Regions from separate parts of the Mus musculus genome. Here region 1 is linked to region 2. A link is a contact called in public promoter capture Hi-C data. All regions are on one chromosome and are shown on one strand. The core of a region is the stretch at or near the end of the contact, and the rest is flanking DNA. Distances in the headings are between cores, read along the strand shown. Region 1 holds the start of Rnase12 (ribonuclease, RNase A family, 12 (non-active)). Region 2 has its middle 46 kb from the start of Armh4.

Region 1 (3,979 bases), core at 818-3,317, 1.2 Mb before region 2:
ACAAATATATACAAAAAGAGAAAGGCTAATGGGTCCCATCATACCCACTGCCTTAGTTATGTTTCTGTAGGAGTGCTAAGGCACTAAGCACTAGGACCAAGGCAACTTACAGAAGACAGAGTTACAGGCTTACAGTTTCAGTTCATGACCATCATGGCAGGGAGAATGGCAGCAGGCAGGCAGGCAGGCAGGCATGGTGCTGGAGCAGTAGTTAGGAGCTCACAACCTGATCCATAAGCACAAGACAGAGATGATAGAGGCAGAGGGAGAAAGAGCTGGGGGTGGTGTGGGCTTTTGAAACCTTGAAGCCCACTCCAAGTGACACACCTAATCTTTCCCAAACAGTTCCACCCAACCGGGAAACCAAGCATTCAAAGTCTATAGGGGCCATTTTCATTCAAACCACACTTGTCTTTCTTAAACAGCACCACAGACCGAGTATAGCTCAGTGACTAAGCAAGTGGTCAGCACATACGGTGTTTTTGGTCTCTAGGCCCAACCTAGACACAGACATTTCTCCCCCTACAAACAAACTCTTTCTCTTTCTCTTTCTCTCTCTCTCTTTCTTGCCTTCTCTCTCCTCTCTCTCTCTTACACACACACACACACACTTAAACATTTACATCCACATACTAACACACACTCATACACAGTCTCATATAATATATACATTCACACACACATCACATACATTTACAATCACACATGCATACACACACACACACACACACACACACACACACACACACACATATATCTATGTAACCACACATTCTCACATATAAATACAACACCCATATTCGTACACATTCTCCCACATACACATTTTCACACATATACACACTCAACCTCACATACACACTCATATATACCTGTTCTCAACCCATACATGCACACACTTAGACATGCACATGCTGAAAACCATATGTTCATTCACACACTTGAAATGAAGGTTCATGTTTGAACAAGACTAAATCAAGTGATGGTTTTCATCTCTGCATCAGTTCACCAGAGTTTCAGAGATGGATGGAGACACAGTTTCTCCTATTGCCCCAGTGTCTGGAACCACACACTTTTCTCCATGTGGAAACCAATGGGTGTTTTTGTTTTGTTCGTCCTAACATCTCATGTTTCAAAGATTCAGCAGAGCCTGGGAGCTATTGCCACCCTCTTCAGAAGCCCAGAGCTTTAGGTAGATGAATTCTAAGTCAACAGAGTTGTTTGTACCCAACCCAAGATTCCATATAGGAATAAGCCATGCTGAGACAGGTGTCTGGCACTGACACAAATAAACTCTTGTTCTGTTTATTACTCCATGCCTCTACCATGACCTTTCTTCAACTCACATCTCTATTAATGAAGTAGAAAAATAGCTCGTTCACAGACTTGTGAGGAGGGCTGGTTAAAAACGTAGACAATGGACAATACTGGGGGTGGCATTAAATATTCCCAAATGAATCAAATGCTGGAATCACTATTAAATGTTTCCAAAGAGCCCATGAGTGTCTAATGAGAACCGATGCAGGGCCCGCCTTACCAATGTCTCACTTCGACTGTCAACTCTCTTCCTCCTCCAACAGTGTGCACTCAAGCACACTGTTCCTCGGGCCCCTCCCTTTCTGCTCTTTCCTCCTCTGCCCTCCCCACATTCAACATCTCCTTATCAGCTCTGGTCTAGGAACAGTGAGACAGGAAGGATTTTCTCACATACATGATTAAAAGGGCATGCTGTCTGTGAGAACAAGAGCAAAAAGGGCAGGTGAGAGGAGCTAGCGCCAGCGGAAGCTGAACCCACGCAGGGAGAGGAAGTGGAAGGAACAGATTACAGTCTCGAGGGCAGTGTGTGGAGCTGGGTGGGAAGGAAACCGGTCAGTAATAGGAAAAATGGCTTCCTAGTTGGGCAGCACTTGCAATGGGGTCTTAGGTGACCAGTGTGATTTAAATTAGCAGGAAGGGATCATGTATCCTGGAGGGTGGGGGCGGTCGTCCTGGGTTGAAGCTGGAGGACTCTCAAGACCCTCTGGTGCTTTCTGTTCCCTTTACTTACCAGGAGTTCAAGCCAGAGATGTGAAGGGAATCTTGCCCCTGATGGTCCTAATGGTGGTTGTTTTCTTGCTGCTTCTGTTCTGGGAGAATGAGCTCACTGAAGATGTTGTGCTGACGTCCATAGAACAATTGCATGTGGACTATCCTCAGAATGCTGTTCCTCTGAGGTACTGCAACTACATGATTCTCCAGAGGGTCATCAGGGAACCCGACCACAGATGCAGAAAGGTGCATGTCTTCATCCACGAGAGGCCTCAGAAGATCAACAGAGTTTGCACTTCCTCCAAGAAGATGTCGTGCCCAAATGATTCTGACCTTTTCTGCTTCCAGAGTGAGACAAAATTCAGGATGACAGTTTGTCAGCTCATTGATGGCACCACATATCCTGCCTGCAGGTACCAAATTTCTCCCATAAAGGGGTTTGTTCTTGTGACTTGTGATGACTTAGGGCCAGTTGATCTCCAGGGATATGTGGAATAACTTGCCATCAGCACTGAGTGTGAGGACTTCTTATCTGTCCCCGAGCCGCTCTGGTTAACCTGAACTGTGGGTATGGGGTAAGGCCGTGAATGGAAGGGGTAGGTGATTAATCCTCCCAGTGTTGCTGAGACACAATCATTGGTTCTGTATCAATAAAAACATCTTTGCTGAATTAAATCGCAGGCTCCACATGTGTGTTTTAAGTTTTTTTGCCTTGTCTTTGAGTCATTCAATGGAATTAATGGGAATCTGAGGTCAGATTTCAGTTGGAGAACAAAAGTCAGTTAGGTGTGACGCTCAAGGGGCCACCAACCAAGCACCACACAAACAAAACCCAATAATTAGCCTAGATAAACAACATTTAGTCAATATTCTGAAAAATCAAAATGATAGCAAAAAATCCCTTTTGTGTAAAATATCTACATCTCAAAGATCCAGCACTATAGGGCAAGATTGGAATGAGCCAGGACATATGAATGTTGCCAGCAAGGGAACAGATCACACTGTTTAAAATGTTAATTTTGTGCATGAAGGATTACATGGCATGTATTTCTTTGAAGTATGATTTTATTTATTCTTCAATAATCGTATATTATGGATTTTTGTTTGTTTAAGAGAGGATCTTACTTTGTAGCTCCAGATAGACTGGAACTCAGTCTGTAAACTAGGCTGCCCTCGAACTCACAGAGATTTGCCCACCTCTGCTCTTAAGAACTTGAATTAAAAGCCTATGACACGTGCTCTCCCCATACAGTGTATTTTGATTATATTCATTCCCTTTCGCCCTATTTCCTTCTGACCCCTCTCCCAGCCCCTAGTTATTTGCAAAGTGGTCAGCCTTGAAGACACAAACAACAAAAATGAATCTGCATATATGCAAATATGTAATACTATGCAGATTTATAATAACAAAAGAAAAAGAGATATCGATTTGAGAATGGGCAAACATGGGGGGGGGGAGGGAAGAGACATGGGAGGGGCCGGAAGAAAGGGAAGAAGGAGAAAAGAGACAAAATTCTGTTTTAATTAAAATAAATGTAAAGTATCAGCTTCATGTTCTCTCATTCTCTTAAAAACCAAACCAAACCAAACCATGGTGCTCCATTTGTGTTGGCCAGCTATCCTGAGCACAAGACCTGCCTTGAGGTATGGTTGCTATACTAGGTGTCACTCTATTAAAGAAAAAAGAATTTCCGTCTTCCAGCAGCTATCAATTAATAGATTTTTACCTGGGAGTGCCACTTTGTCTCCACTTCCCCTTGAATTTCTTTATTTGTTTTATTTGTGTGTGTGTGTCACGCTTATGTAGTACCCATGGAGGTAAGAAGGGGCATCTAGCTACCCTGAAACTGCAGTCACGGGGGATCGTGAGACTCTCTGTGAGTTCTGGAACCTGAACCTTGCTCTCTGCAAGAAGCATAAGTACTTTTAACCTCTGAGCCATCTCTCCAAC
Region 2 (4,148 bases), core at 533-3,032:
TTGGCCCTTCCTGACAGGATTGCATTTTTCTCCTCATCCTCCTTCCTCCTCCTCCTCTGTCCTCCTCCTCTTCCTTTCTCCTTCTCCTCCTTCCTCCTCCTCCTCCTTCTTCCTCTTCCTCCTTCTTCTTCTAGAAGTTCATTTGATAAAGTCAACTTTTAGCACTTTGTCTTTATTATTGAAAAGCACAGGAAGAGAATTCTCCATTACTCCCTTCTCAACACTTTGAGGTGGTATTCTGTTTTCTAGCTTACGTTTCCAGTGGTCTGCTGTGGACTTCACTCTCAACCTCTTGTTTCTTTGGAAGTGGTCTGTCCTTTTCTTCTGACTATATTATCTCTAATCCAAGTGTTAAGTGTCTCTCTTTCTTCTCCTAACACTCTCCCTGTCATCTGCTGGGTCATATTTACAAGCTCCTGTTATTATTTCATGTTTGTGACTTCTCTCCGCATCTCTCTGTAAGTGCTTATTTCATGCTTTGTGTCTGACAGTGTAGCCTCTACAGCACTTAGCTTGCCTTTTCTGATGTCGTTCAGTTACAGCGGATTGGCCCCTTGGTAACTTGTGGCTGCTTATTACTGATTGCAGGTTTGGTTGATTCTAAAGTGTTAGAAGCCTGCGGGTTGCTATTGTGAATTTTTTTTTCTGGAAACCATTCATAATTTTGTCCTAAAAGCCAAGGTAGAGAATATGTTTCTCAGAAGCCTTTCTGCCTGCTTATAAACTCATTTACCCAAGACCTAGCCTTTGCTATGGTAAAACCTACTAAGTTTCCTGTCAAACCCTGAGATGAAATTTGATACCTTTTAAATTTTTTCATATTATATCTCATTGAAGGAGACACAGAAAGCTGAATAAGAGGTTTGTTTTTCATTAGAATTCCATTTTCAATTTCTGAAATACCAAATACTCTAAAACATGTTATTTGAGGTATCTTTTAAAATTAAGTAAAACCTCATAGTTCTGTGAGATGATTCAGTGAGTAAAATTATCTGTCGACCTAAGTTTGGTCACTGGGTCCCACATGATGGAAGCAGAAAATAACTTCTAAAGTTGTCCATTGACTTTTACATGGTACCATGACACATGCATGCCAAACGCAGCACACACACACACACACACACACACAAGCTAAACAAATATAAAAATCAAGGGATATTCCTTGATGTTGCTTCTTTAAAATTCTCTGTTTACTTTATTTCTCTCTTCTGAATACAAATAAACATATTTTGAAACTCCCCATATTTATCCACACCATATTATTGAAAACGTTAAATTTCAAAAATGTCTAATAGAAAATATTATTTAAATTTTCCTGAAAACTAGCCTTAACACTTTAGTATTTAATTTGAAGCTGTATTAATGGGCTGTAGAAATGGCTCAGATGTTAAGAGCACTGTCTGTTCTTCCAGAGGTCCTTGAGTTTAATTTCCAGCAACCACGTGGTGGCTCATAACCATCTATAATGAAATCTGGTGCCCTCTTCTGGCCTGAAGGTGTACATGCAGGCAAAATGCTGTATGCATGATAAATAAATCTTAAACCTAGGTTAATGAGAAAATAAAAGGTTGGAGCCAAGACAAATAACCTACTTCAATCACAGAAGCTGAACTAGCCTTATGTGTATGAGTTTTGAGCTACCTGGTGTGGGCCTAGGTACCAGAAGTTTCCCACGGAGACCTCTATCCAGGCCGGGTGGGAATGCCCTAGCAAGGGAAGTGAGTGCAGGAGGGAGACAGATGTACCCTCTGCCACGCCTTCCGGGTCGCTAGGTAACTCCGAGCCTGGGTCGTTGAAAAGCCAACAATCCAGGAAGGAATGCTGCGGAACTCAGAAGGGCTCTTAGGGAGAGAAGATCTCTTCCCAAGTGTTACAGCTCTTGGAACAAAAGGGTCAGACAAAGGAATAGTTCTCGAATTTCTTTCATTGCCTGCATGGCTCTCCTATATACAGTTCTGGCTGTGATTTAGAGTTTGACAACAAGCTCCTCTCATTGGCTTGGGCTGAGAGTTTGGGGAAAACCTTATTTGCATGTGAGAGGGCTTAGTGCCGTTCCTAAGTGGCTGATAGCCACGCCTCTCCTGTGGGGGTTGTGGGGGCGGGAACTCCGACAGGAGCCAGGATCCAGGAGACATGAGAGAACTCCTTCCATCCCATGTAAGTGAATTATCACTACCAGTTCCCAGGGTTCAAGATCTAGCCTGGGCTGGAAACCAGGCTGTCTGCACGCACGTAGCCCATTGCCCCACAATCTGGAATAAAATATGTTATTTCAGCAACAATAGTTACTGTAAAGAATATTTGATTTAGGTAGATGAGTAAAACCTGTGTATAAAACTCCACATCCATGGAAAAGATGAACTAAAGATTGGCTAGGCTGATTATTGATTTTGCAAAAACTGCTGACTACTGTGGATTTTCTCTTGAAACTGTAAAAGGAGTCAGCCTATTCAAAATGAGAGATACATACTACTTTGTGGTGATACATTTTATATGTTATACTTTTGAGCCTTCACTTCTTGGAAACAGAATTTGTGCCAGTGGTGTACACAAAAACAAAGCAAATTGTAGAAGGATGTGATTGGGGGCCATCACCTCATTGACACTGTTTTAAATATTCAATTTGGGGTTTAAACGAGCACTAGACTCATAAACAGCACGCAAACAGCAAGAGACAGAAAACACATGATTACCATAAAGACAAGAACTTAGTCATCATTTTACACAGCACCTGGCACTGACAGGCCATTGTGCACACACGACTAGGAAGAGCTGAGCCTGCTCCTGTGCAAGATGTAAAGATGTCAGTTGAGACAACATAAGCTAACTGTAGCTGTCTAGGAGAGAAGATTCATTTGGAATGTACAGACTCTGTGTGTGTGTGTGTGTGTGTGTGTGTGTGTGTGTGTGTGTGTGATGGAGATCAATATTTGTCCTTAGTAACTTAACACAATGAAGCAAATTAGACTTTTCATACCATTTTCATAGGAAATATTTCCATGGAATACATTTTTCTGGAATAGAAGATGGAATACAGGGGCTACAGTGTACTTACAAATAATAAATAAATCTTTTTAAAAGGAAAGAAAATAGGATACATTTGTCAGTGTACAAAGAGGCAGTTTGGCTGCAGAAATACACTAGTAAACATAGGCAGCACCTATTAAAATCTGAACAAATTTAATGTTTCCAAATCTAGATAGGTGAATCACATCTTTCTCAGATCTTTTTATAGGGAATAACATACGAATTTAAACATTAATAGGTAGTATGATCCAAGAGTGGTAGCTCATGCCTATAATATCAGAATTTGCAGGTTGATACAGGAGGACCATCACAAGTTCAATTCGAGCATGAGTTACAATAGTATAGTATAAAATAGTTGTATAGTATAATATGCAATATAATATGTTCCAAGCAGTCTTGGCTTCAGAGTAAGACCTTGTCTTTTAAAAAGTAAAATGAGGTACTGAAGAGATGGCTCAGTGGTTAAGAGCACCAACAGGTCTGGAGTTCAATTCCTAGCAACCACATGGTGGCTCACAACCATCTTTAATGGGATCCAATATCCTCTTCTGGTATGTCTAAAGACAGCACAGTATACTCATAGTCATAAAATAAATAATTCTAAGAAATGGAAAATGAAATAAATTAAACAGTGGTAGTATGAAATCCATACAACAAGTGAGAATATAAATAAATCTTTTGAAAAAGAAAAAGAATTGCCTACATACTCAACTGACCCTCTTCCCTGCAAAAGAGAAAGCATAGAATCCCAGGACATCTTTTGTCCTCACTCCTAGGACATGGCTGGCTGCCTTCAAGCTCCCCTGTGCTCAGGGTCAGCATCCCTGTAACTAGCCTCTTTCCTTTACACCCTTAGCCTGACATTTCACACCTTTCAGGGTACTAACTCAAACAGTCACATGTTTGTGGACCCTATCTCCATTCTTACTTTTTATTGATGTACAGTTATATGTCAATTACATTTTTCATGACCAAACCCAATGTCTTAGATAGTACAATTTGACATGAATTTCTCAGCCTTAATTAAGAAAAAAAAAACTGTCTCTGGACAGGAACTTAAAGATGTTACTAATAGAATAACCCATCACTGACAAAGTGGCTCTATAAAAACAGTACATATT

What was found. Promoter capture Hi-C pulls out the DNA fragments that hold promoters and counts their contacts.
Region 1: a contact with region 2 is called in a promoter capture Hi-C map of stem cell-derived epiblast-like cells, with 4 times the contacts expected there. The contact joins the promoter of Rnase12 here to the enhancer-like site in region 2. A contact is called at or near these places in 13 of 39 promoter capture datasets (the 3T3-L1 cell line, 3T3-L1-derived adipocytes, the HPC-7 cell line and 9 more), 1 of 15 datasets of contacts at CTCF or cohesin (embryonic stem cells) and 5 of 115 datasets of contacts at active chromatin or transcription factors (embryonic stem cells, forebrain and stem cell-derived neural progenitor cells).

What each region holds. Positions count from the first base shown.
Region 1 is chr14:51,055,330-51,059,308 of GRCm38.p6, reverse strand. Rnase12 (ribonuclease, RNase A family, 12 (non-active)) reads left to right here and starts at 2,067. Exons shown (of 1, transcript NM_001011875.2): 1 at 2,067-2,611. The coding sequence starts at 2,089. The coding sequence ends at 2,526. It overlaps Gm52088 (a long non-coding RNA gene), which reads right to left and starts at 138. Exons shown (of 3, transcript XR_003950909.1): 1 at 111-138. It also overlaps a transcript of Rnase11 not described here.
Region 2 is chr14:49,827,280-49,831,427 of GRCm38.p6, reverse strand. No RefSeq gene overlaps it. Among named protein-coding and RNA genes, the nearest start is that of Armh4, 46 kb to the right of the region's middle. Within about 2 kb of position 1,782, at least 32 of the 459 cell types and tissues checked have an H3K27ac peak or open chromatin away from gene starts, as enhancers often do. A contact at or near this core is called in embryonic stem cells and stem cell-derived epiblast-like cells, where this site is marked.